Linked DNA regions of Rattus norvegicus: region 1 is linked to region 2. Evidence: chromatin contacts called from public Hi-C data. All regions are on one chromosome and are shown on one strand. The core of a region is the stretch at or near the end of the contact, and the rest is flanking DNA. Distances in the headings are between cores, read along the strand shown. Region 1 holds the start of Megf11 (multiple EGF-like-domains 11). Region 2 has its middle 12 kb from the start of Dis3l.

Region 1 (4,040 bases), core at 1,083-3,582, 39 kb before region 2:
CGTGGCAGAATATGAGGCTCACTCTAGATTCTGCCAGAATGGTTTCAGCTGAGAATGTCTGCAGGACTGGGCTGCACAGCAATCCCTGTTGTACCCTCCCCGTGTGCCTCACAGGACACAGGGAGAGGCAGGTCCGTGGCACCTAAAAGGAGAGACAGTGCAAGCACAAACTTGGTATACAATAGACATGGCTCCTCTCGGGAGATGCTGATTACCTGGCCTGCCTCTAACCTTCCAACCTCCCGACCCTCCAACCTTTTCATCCTTTGGTGCCCTAACCTGCCTTACGCTAAGAAAGGGGGCGTCAGCTGTGGAAGTCAGGAAAGGTGCCCAGCCCTTAGCCAGGAACACTGGATCACTTCCCCTTAATCAGCTCGAAGAGAGTCCCTTCACTTCTTTGGGCTTCAGTAGGCTCATCTGTGCAATGGGAGGAGAGGGAAAGACTGCAGTTAAAGGCTTCAATTTTCTAGGGGCTTAATTAAACCATGTCTGAGCAAGAGTAAGAGCCCGGTGCTTGGTGAACACCGCAGGAGAATCCGCCAAAGGAACGGAAGGCTCCTAGGCTGGAGGTTAATGTCAATGCTCTGGAGCACTGAACTCAACCTTCGGGGCGGGGTCCATGGCCGGTAGGCGATCCTCTCTGCAAATACCTCCAGCTATTTTGCTACTTCTAAACCTCCGCTAAGCCTCACAAAAGATCATTTCGGACTGCAGTCCAACACGGACGGAAAGCAGGAAAGCGATGAGGGTCTGCGAATCCAGCCTCTGGACTCCTGGAGCCAAAACGCCATCGGGGCAGGCTCGGACAGTCCCGGCCGCCTGCCGCGCGCCACCACCTGGTCAGGACATTATCCCCAGTTTCCCCCAGGAGAGTGATGGGCGCGGATGCACGGGCACAAGTATCCTTGCCACAGAGAGCTGGGAAGGCGGGAAGCCCTACCCCCCTGGTAAGCATCTTCCAACCTGCGGGAGGCCCTGCTTTATGGGCTCCGAGAGGGACCATGCGTGGGAGAATCTGATCCCAGTCACTTGGACCGGTTTTCTCGAGAGCATCACCAGCCCGGAAGGAGGCCGGCTGGCCTCGCAGCAGGCACTCATGGGGACGGATTCTGAGACGCTACGACAGTGGGATGGAGCGTGGGAGTCAGTTCCAGGAAAAAGCAGCTGGGGTTCGAAGGCTCCGGGACCCGCTAGGCGGAAACCCAGCGCTCCCAGACTACAGACGGATGGTGACTCCGTCCCACTCTCGACCTTGATCCGGGAAGGAACGGTTTTACCTATTTTTAAGTCCTTTTTCCCCCCTAAAAAATTAAGAGACTAAATCAAGTCTTAGAGGAAGGTGGCTGCGCAGGGTTGCCGCTAGGACCACTGTGACCCCATCTACAACACTACTGCTCGCGATTGGGAGCGAAGTTAGGAACTTCGGGACAGCCACCCACGAGCGCAGGAGGAGGGACTCGCTTCTCTTTTAACTTTGGGTGTTGGGGTCTCCACCAAGGGTCGGAGGTATGTCATCAGGGACGACCTGCGGGACTGCAGAGTGTCCGGGATTCCTTCGGTGAAAGTGGGTAGACAGGATCAGGAAAAAAAAGAGAGTGAGTTCACGTTGCGCGTGGCACCGGCTGGGCTTGGGCTCCGCGGGGACCTGCGCGCGGCCCCGCAGCTCTGCGTCCCGACCCGGATCGGAAGGACGCGGCGCGGGGCGAAGGTCCAGCACATCTAGAATGGCTCTCGGCCGGGAGACCCCAGATTCATGCAGAGCTGGCAGGTTCCTTCTTCTGGACACCCGCACCGCGACTCTCGGGTCTTCCCCCGCACGTGGAGGCGCGGCGGCCGCTGCGTCCTGACTGCGGCCGGAGGACGCGCGCCTGGCCCAGCCGAGGCTCTCCACGTCTCGCATAGACCCCCCGGGCGCTCCCCCAAGCTCAGCCATCCACCTTCTGCCCCTCGCCAAACTCGCCTTCCAGAGCCCGGACCTGGCCAGGGCAGTCTACGGACCCACGGAGCTAGTGGAAAGTTAGTCGCCACGCTGCAAAGCCCCCTCCCCTGGACAGGAACCCACACCCCGGCCCAATGCACCCACAGTGCTCCGAGGCTCCGGGTCCCCGCGGACCCCACCCAGCCATTTACCTGCTTCCACGGCGCGCCCAGGGCTTGGGCCAGCCAGTCGCACGATCCTATCCCCCGGAGCCGGAGCGGTTTCAGGTCCCCAGGCAGGAGCGGGAGCTGCGAACCGCCCCGAGCCGGGAAGCCGGCTCCGGGCACTGAGAACGAGTGAGCAAGCAGGAGGCTGGAGCCGCTGCGACTGCTGCCACGGCAGCCCCCACCCCCTGCGTCCCTCGGCCCCTCCCTCTTCCCTCCTCCCTCCTCTCTCCCTCTCCCTCCCACCTCCTTTCAGACCCTGCGATCGCGCTCGTTCCCTCGCTCTTTTTCCTGGCTTTCTCTCTGCCAGTTGCCTCCTTTAATTCCTTCTGCTCTCTTCTCACTTCCCTACTCTGCATCCACCCGTTTTCGTTCTTTTACCGTTTTTCCCGCTCCTTCTTTTCTGTAGCTCTTCCTTTTTTTTTACCCCTCTTTCTCTTCCCGGCTCCCCTTTTTTTCTTCCGACCAAGCGGTCAGCGTAGCCTCTGCCCCTGTTCTTTGAAGCCGCTCTGGCTGGGGAAGCCAGCTCACAATGGAAGGAATCAAGGAATATGCCCCCAAACTGAGCTTTTAACAAGCTGAGGACAAACACCCAGGGAAAGCAAGAGAAGCAAAGAACTCAATGTGCAGAACACGCTACTCTGAGCTGCACAGGGTAAAGTGCAAATATCCAGGCCCCAGAGCAAAAAGGTGCCATGCTATGGTCAACTCCAAAGGCTGGTCTTCAAACAGGGGACTCGATGGGGGCGGGAGGGGAGGGTGCATGTTAATGACAGGGTGTCAGAGGCCTGGCACTGCCCCCAGAGTCACCTGGAAGACTTCAATCTAATGTGACACCTTAGACTACACCACACAGTGCTTCTAGTGGGTCCTGTCCAGGTGGTGGGAACAACTGGCCATTGGGAATGTCACAGAAAACCCCAACTCCTCTCCAAGATGTGAGAGGCTCACTCCTGCTTCCCCGTTTGCAAGAAGTGGGGGTGGTGAGGTGTTTCCTTCCCTTGAAGTGAGGAGTCCCACACTTGGGAAAGGTGGCCTGTCCCTGGAAGGAGAATTTTGCCACTAAAGCAGGCAGATTATCTTTGACTTTGGGACAAGTCACTCAGTCCAGGCTCCTATGCATCCTGAGGAACAAACTCTTTCCCCAGGATCATCCCCTGTCATCTGCCCATTTCATTTCCCATTGACCCACAGCAGACAGTCCTGTTCTGGAAGCACCAGCCCAGGTTTCTACCAGGCCATCTTCATCCAGTAACTGCTGGGACCCCTGCAGGAATGGTGTGAGCAGAGATCTTTATATTGGGGTTTCAGGTCCCCAAACTCCATATCAGCCTCCCTGGCAGTTCTTTACCTCGGAATGTCAAGTTAAATGGATAAGTGATGTCACAGCCACTGCTCACAACATAGAAGCAGAGCTTGAGACAGGGTAAGGCACTTAGCCAACACCCGGGCACTCACACCCGCCAGAATGAGTCCCTCCTTAAATTCTACACCCCAGGAGCTTCCTGCCCCCTCTCTAGTGCTCTAGGTTCTCCTTTGTAGGACCAATATCTAGTTGATATATGAAGTTCCCCATCTGGCAGCGAGGAGACCAAATTGAGCATTGAAAAAAAGTCCCCAACTCCATAGCTCTAAGGTGTTTGAGTCTCACACTGGGAGGCCAGCTCCACTCACTATGACACTCAAAAGATCACTTGGTCCCTCCAGCCTCGGTTTCCCTGTTTGTAACACAGGATTGCTGACAGTACCACAAGCCTTCTGAGGATTAAACCAAAAGCCCATTTCCTGGAACAGTGAATGGTGGCACTGGGCCACTGTCTGCAGTTAATATTAACTTAATTAAAATTAAACTAGGATTGCACAGCATCCTCTGCACATTGGCTCTTGGATTCTGAGCT
Region 2 (3,925 bases), core at 12-2,511:
ACCACTGAGCTAAATCCCCAGCCCCAATCTTCCTGCCTTTTACCTCCTGAATGCTGGAATTGCAAGTATGTGCCACCATGCCCAGATCCATTTAAATATGATATGAGTTCACTGTAGCAAATTTAAAATGCCCCCAAAAGTAATCATTGTCATTGACTTATTTTTCTATATTTTTAATTTTTTTTCATTATACAGGCACAGTAGATTAAATACCTCATGTGTATGTGTCCCTGTCCTTATCCCTGGAGTCTGTGGACATGTCCTAATTTGAACAAGGGTCTTGGCAGATACAATTAAGTTAAGGATGTTGCGATGAAGAGATTAAGCTGGGTTGTCCTGGCAGGGGATGCCTTTACAAAACAAAAAACAAAAAAACAAAAAAAACAAAAACAAAAAAACAAAACAAAACAAACAAAAAACAAAAAAACAAGGCAAATGAGCCAGGGAAGTGGCTCAGCAGATAAAGAACACTTGCTGCACCAGCATGAGGACCCAAGTTCAAACCCCGAGCACCCATGTAAAAACTAGGTGTGGACAAATGCCTGTAAACCAAGCACTAGGCAGTAAGGTAGGCACACTGCAGGGGCTTTCTGGCCATCCAACCTAGCCAGGGCATGGTGAACTCTCAGTTCAGTGAGAGACTCTGTCTCTAGGGATTACAGTGGAAGAGGAAGCCATTCCACATCCCGCTCTGACCTCTGTACCTGTGCCCAAGCATATTTGTGTATACACACGCACACACACAGAAACACACAGGCAAAAGACACACAGAAGAGAAGGATGCACCGTGACTATGAGACCGGTATAGCCTCAGTGGAAGAGTCCTGGCAGCCTCAGCAGCTAGAAGAGGCAAGGGACACTCTCAACCGGCCCTTCAGATAGCTGCGCACTTGGGCTAATTGTTGGTACTGTTGCCAGGTCTTAAGCTGCTCACTGGTCCTCTAGAGTTAGAGCTACTCACAACCCATCAGCAGGAACCGAGAGAGTTATGGGTTACCCTCTAACTGAACATGTGGGGCTTGAGCCAGTCATATGGTGGCTGAGGGCCTCTGGAGCAGCCCATAGATCTTAGAACTACCTCATCCACTGACGGCTTGCTTGCATCCTTCGAGCGCTTATCTGTCACCCAGGGTCAGTGGTACTACTGACTGGACACCTTGAGAGATTTGAGTCACTGACTACTTGGTCCCCTTTACTGACTGCTTAGGTGCTAAGCTGCAGCTACTACCCTGGTGATCCGGCATAGCACTAGGCTAAGTATTAGCCAAGCTGACCCTCGATCAGGCCACCCGTGGCTCATCTGGAATTGCTACCTGGCTTCCTGACACTTGGACTCTCAACCTAATTAAATGGAGTGACCATGGGCAGACTTGCAAGAGTTCAATTGAGGAGATTATTTTTTGGTTTGGTGCCCAAAATCTCCTTCCCCACCTCTGTCATTCATGGGTGGATGGTAGATACATATGTGTGTACAAGTACATGTATGTGTATGTTTTGAGGTCAGAGGACAATCTTGATTGTCATATTTTGAGGCAAGGCCTCTCATTAGCCAACTAGACCAGACTGGCTAGCCAACAAGCCCCAGAAATGTGGCTCTTTCTCTGCCTTCCTATCCCTGGGATCACAAGCACACCCAGGTTGTTTTCTACATGGTTTCTAGCCCAGGTCCTTGTGTTTGCATGGCAAGTTCTTTCCAGACTAAGCCGTGCCTTCAGCCCTCAGTATCAGAATTCTGAATTACACAAACCGACTCTTGAAACACTTGTCTTTCTCGAAGCCCCACAGACAAGCTCCACCTGTTCACTGTGTTGCTCACACCTTGTCCTTTGAGAGTTGTCAGTAGAATTTCCCTGACGTCCATGTTTGGCCTCAAGGAGATTTAAGTCTGAAGTTCTTCCTGTGCTGGGAGAAGTACTTGGGCAATCCCCTCTACTCCTCCTCACTGCCTCTCCTGTCACTTCCCCCTCCCATCCCCACTGGCCCTGGATGACAGACAAGCTGCCCAACGGATGCAGCCTCTGGAGAGAGTCCTGCCGGACTTTGGGTTTCTGGCCTCCAGAACCATGGCAGAATAAATCTGTTTTCCCAAGTTTGTTGTAGTTTGACACAGCAGTCCTGGGAAGCAAATCCAAACAACACACAAACATTTGTGACAGTCAGCTTTTCATCACTGTGACAAATCCCCTAGAGAAACAACTCAGATAGCAAAAAGTGATTTGGGCTCGTGGTTTCAGTTCATGATTGGCTGACTCTCTGTCTTTAGTCTGAGGTGAAGCAGTACACCATGGCAAGAGGGGGCAGATTGGGGTCTGTCTTTGTGATCAAATACGCTTAAAAAAAAAACAACCTAAGGGAGAAAGGGTTTGCTTGAGCTCCCAGATCAAAGGTGTTGTCCTTCCTGACAGGGAAGCCGTGGTGTCAGAGTGTGAGGTGGCAGCATAGGTGGCAGCAGTGAGGAACGGAGAGAGGTGAATGACAGTACTCAGCTCACCCTCTTTTTATCCAGCCCAGGCCCCCAGCCCCCAGAATGGTGCTGCTCAGATGTAAGGTAGGGGTTGTGTCACCCTGGGGAATCTGATCTACAAAGTCCCTCACAGGCATGTGAACAAATCACTACCACAGACTAATCTTTCCCCCCAGTGCCTGGCTCTTTTTTAATTTTTTAAAAGTAGTTTTGTGTTTATGTTTTTGCCACCAGTATGGGTGTCCAAAGGGGACAGAAGGTTTTAGAACTCCTGGATCTGGAGTTACGGGAAGTTTCTCTTTGCCCAATCCTCTGGATGAGCAGTATGTGCTTCTAACCTCTGAGGAATCTCTTCAGGCCCAACGTGTTCTTCTTTGAGTTAACTATGTCTCAAGGACACATCTAAACAAGATTTGCCTTTTCCTTCTCACTGATCCAGCGTGTTCTGAGTGTGATCTGTCATTGGTGTCATGGGTTTTAAACGTATTGGGGAAACAATATTATAATGGAACGCTGGAGCTGGCCCCTTCCCTTTGCTACAACTGAAGTCATTGTGTATGTGTGGGTAGACATATGTATGTATGGGCATGCACATACAGATACATTTAAGGTTGCTGCTTCTCCACCATGTCCGGCTTTCCACTTTCTGCCCTCAGAACTGAATGTGACTGAATGAGTGCTTTGACTAGTGATGGACGGACAGAGGTCAGTGGTGTCCTTTAGAACTGCAAGAAGGAGTGTCCCACCTGCTTCGTTCATTTCCCCCCTGAAATACAGTCGGAGTTCCATCTGCCAACTCTCCTGGTGAGGATGACAGATGGACCAGGGAGACGCATGGTTTGGTTGAGGAATGTTCCCATAGTGCTGAATTCACAAAAATCCGAGGGAGTTTTGTTTCTGTAGCACATCTCAGACAACCACCGTGGATTCTAATATATGAAACATATCTCACATGTACGTGTTCCTGCTCGTTTTTTTTAATGTATTTATTTTATATGCATGAGTGTTTTGGCCATCATATGTAGGCACTGCCTGTGGAGACCAGAAGAGGGTGATAGATTCTTGGGCACTGGAGTTACAGATGGTTGTGAGCATGCTGGGACCTGAACCCAGGTCCTCGGCCAAGAGCAGCAATGCACTTAACCCCTGAGCCATCTCTCTAGCCCTTTTAAAATAAGAGAAAATACCATTTTCCAAAGCAATTCCACTTATACATATAGTTCCAATAGAAAACAGCATGGTGGTGAACCCCTATAAACTCAGTACTCTGGAGTCAGGGGCAGGAAGATTACCATTCTAGGCAAGCTTGGGCTATATAGCAGGTTCTAGCCCAGCCAGGGTGATAAATGAACAGATCTCTCAAAAGCAAAATATTCTAAAATCAAATAGAATTCAAAATATGTCCACCTCCAAATAATCACAAAAATTATTATATTAGAATTATACATAATAGTGGAAATG

The links. A called contact is a pair of places that touch in the nucleus more often than the background predicts.
Region 1: a contact with region 2 is called in a Hi-C map of kidney, with 2.4 times the contacts expected there. The contact joins the promoter of Megf11 here to the enhancer-like site in region 2. A contact is called at or near these places in 6 of 12 Hi-C or Micro-C datasets (the A7r5 cell line, Schwann cells, kidney and 1 more) and 1 of 1 datasets of contacts at active chromatin or transcription factors (oligodendrocytes).

The regions. Positions count from the first base shown.
Region 1 is chr8:73,785,860-73,789,899 of GRCr8, reverse strand. Megf11 (multiple EGF-like-domains 11) reads right to left here and starts at 2,332. Exons shown (of 22, transcript XM_039082458.2): 1 at 2,131-2,332.
Region 2 is chr8:73,745,422-73,749,346 of GRCr8, reverse strand. No RefSeq gene overlaps it. Among named protein-coding and RNA genes, the nearest start is that of Dis3l, 12 kb to the right of the region's middle. Within about 2 kb of position 1,261, at least 1 of the 93 cell types and tissues checked has an H3K27ac peak or open chromatin away from gene starts, as enhancers often do. A contact at or near this core is called in kidney, where this site is marked.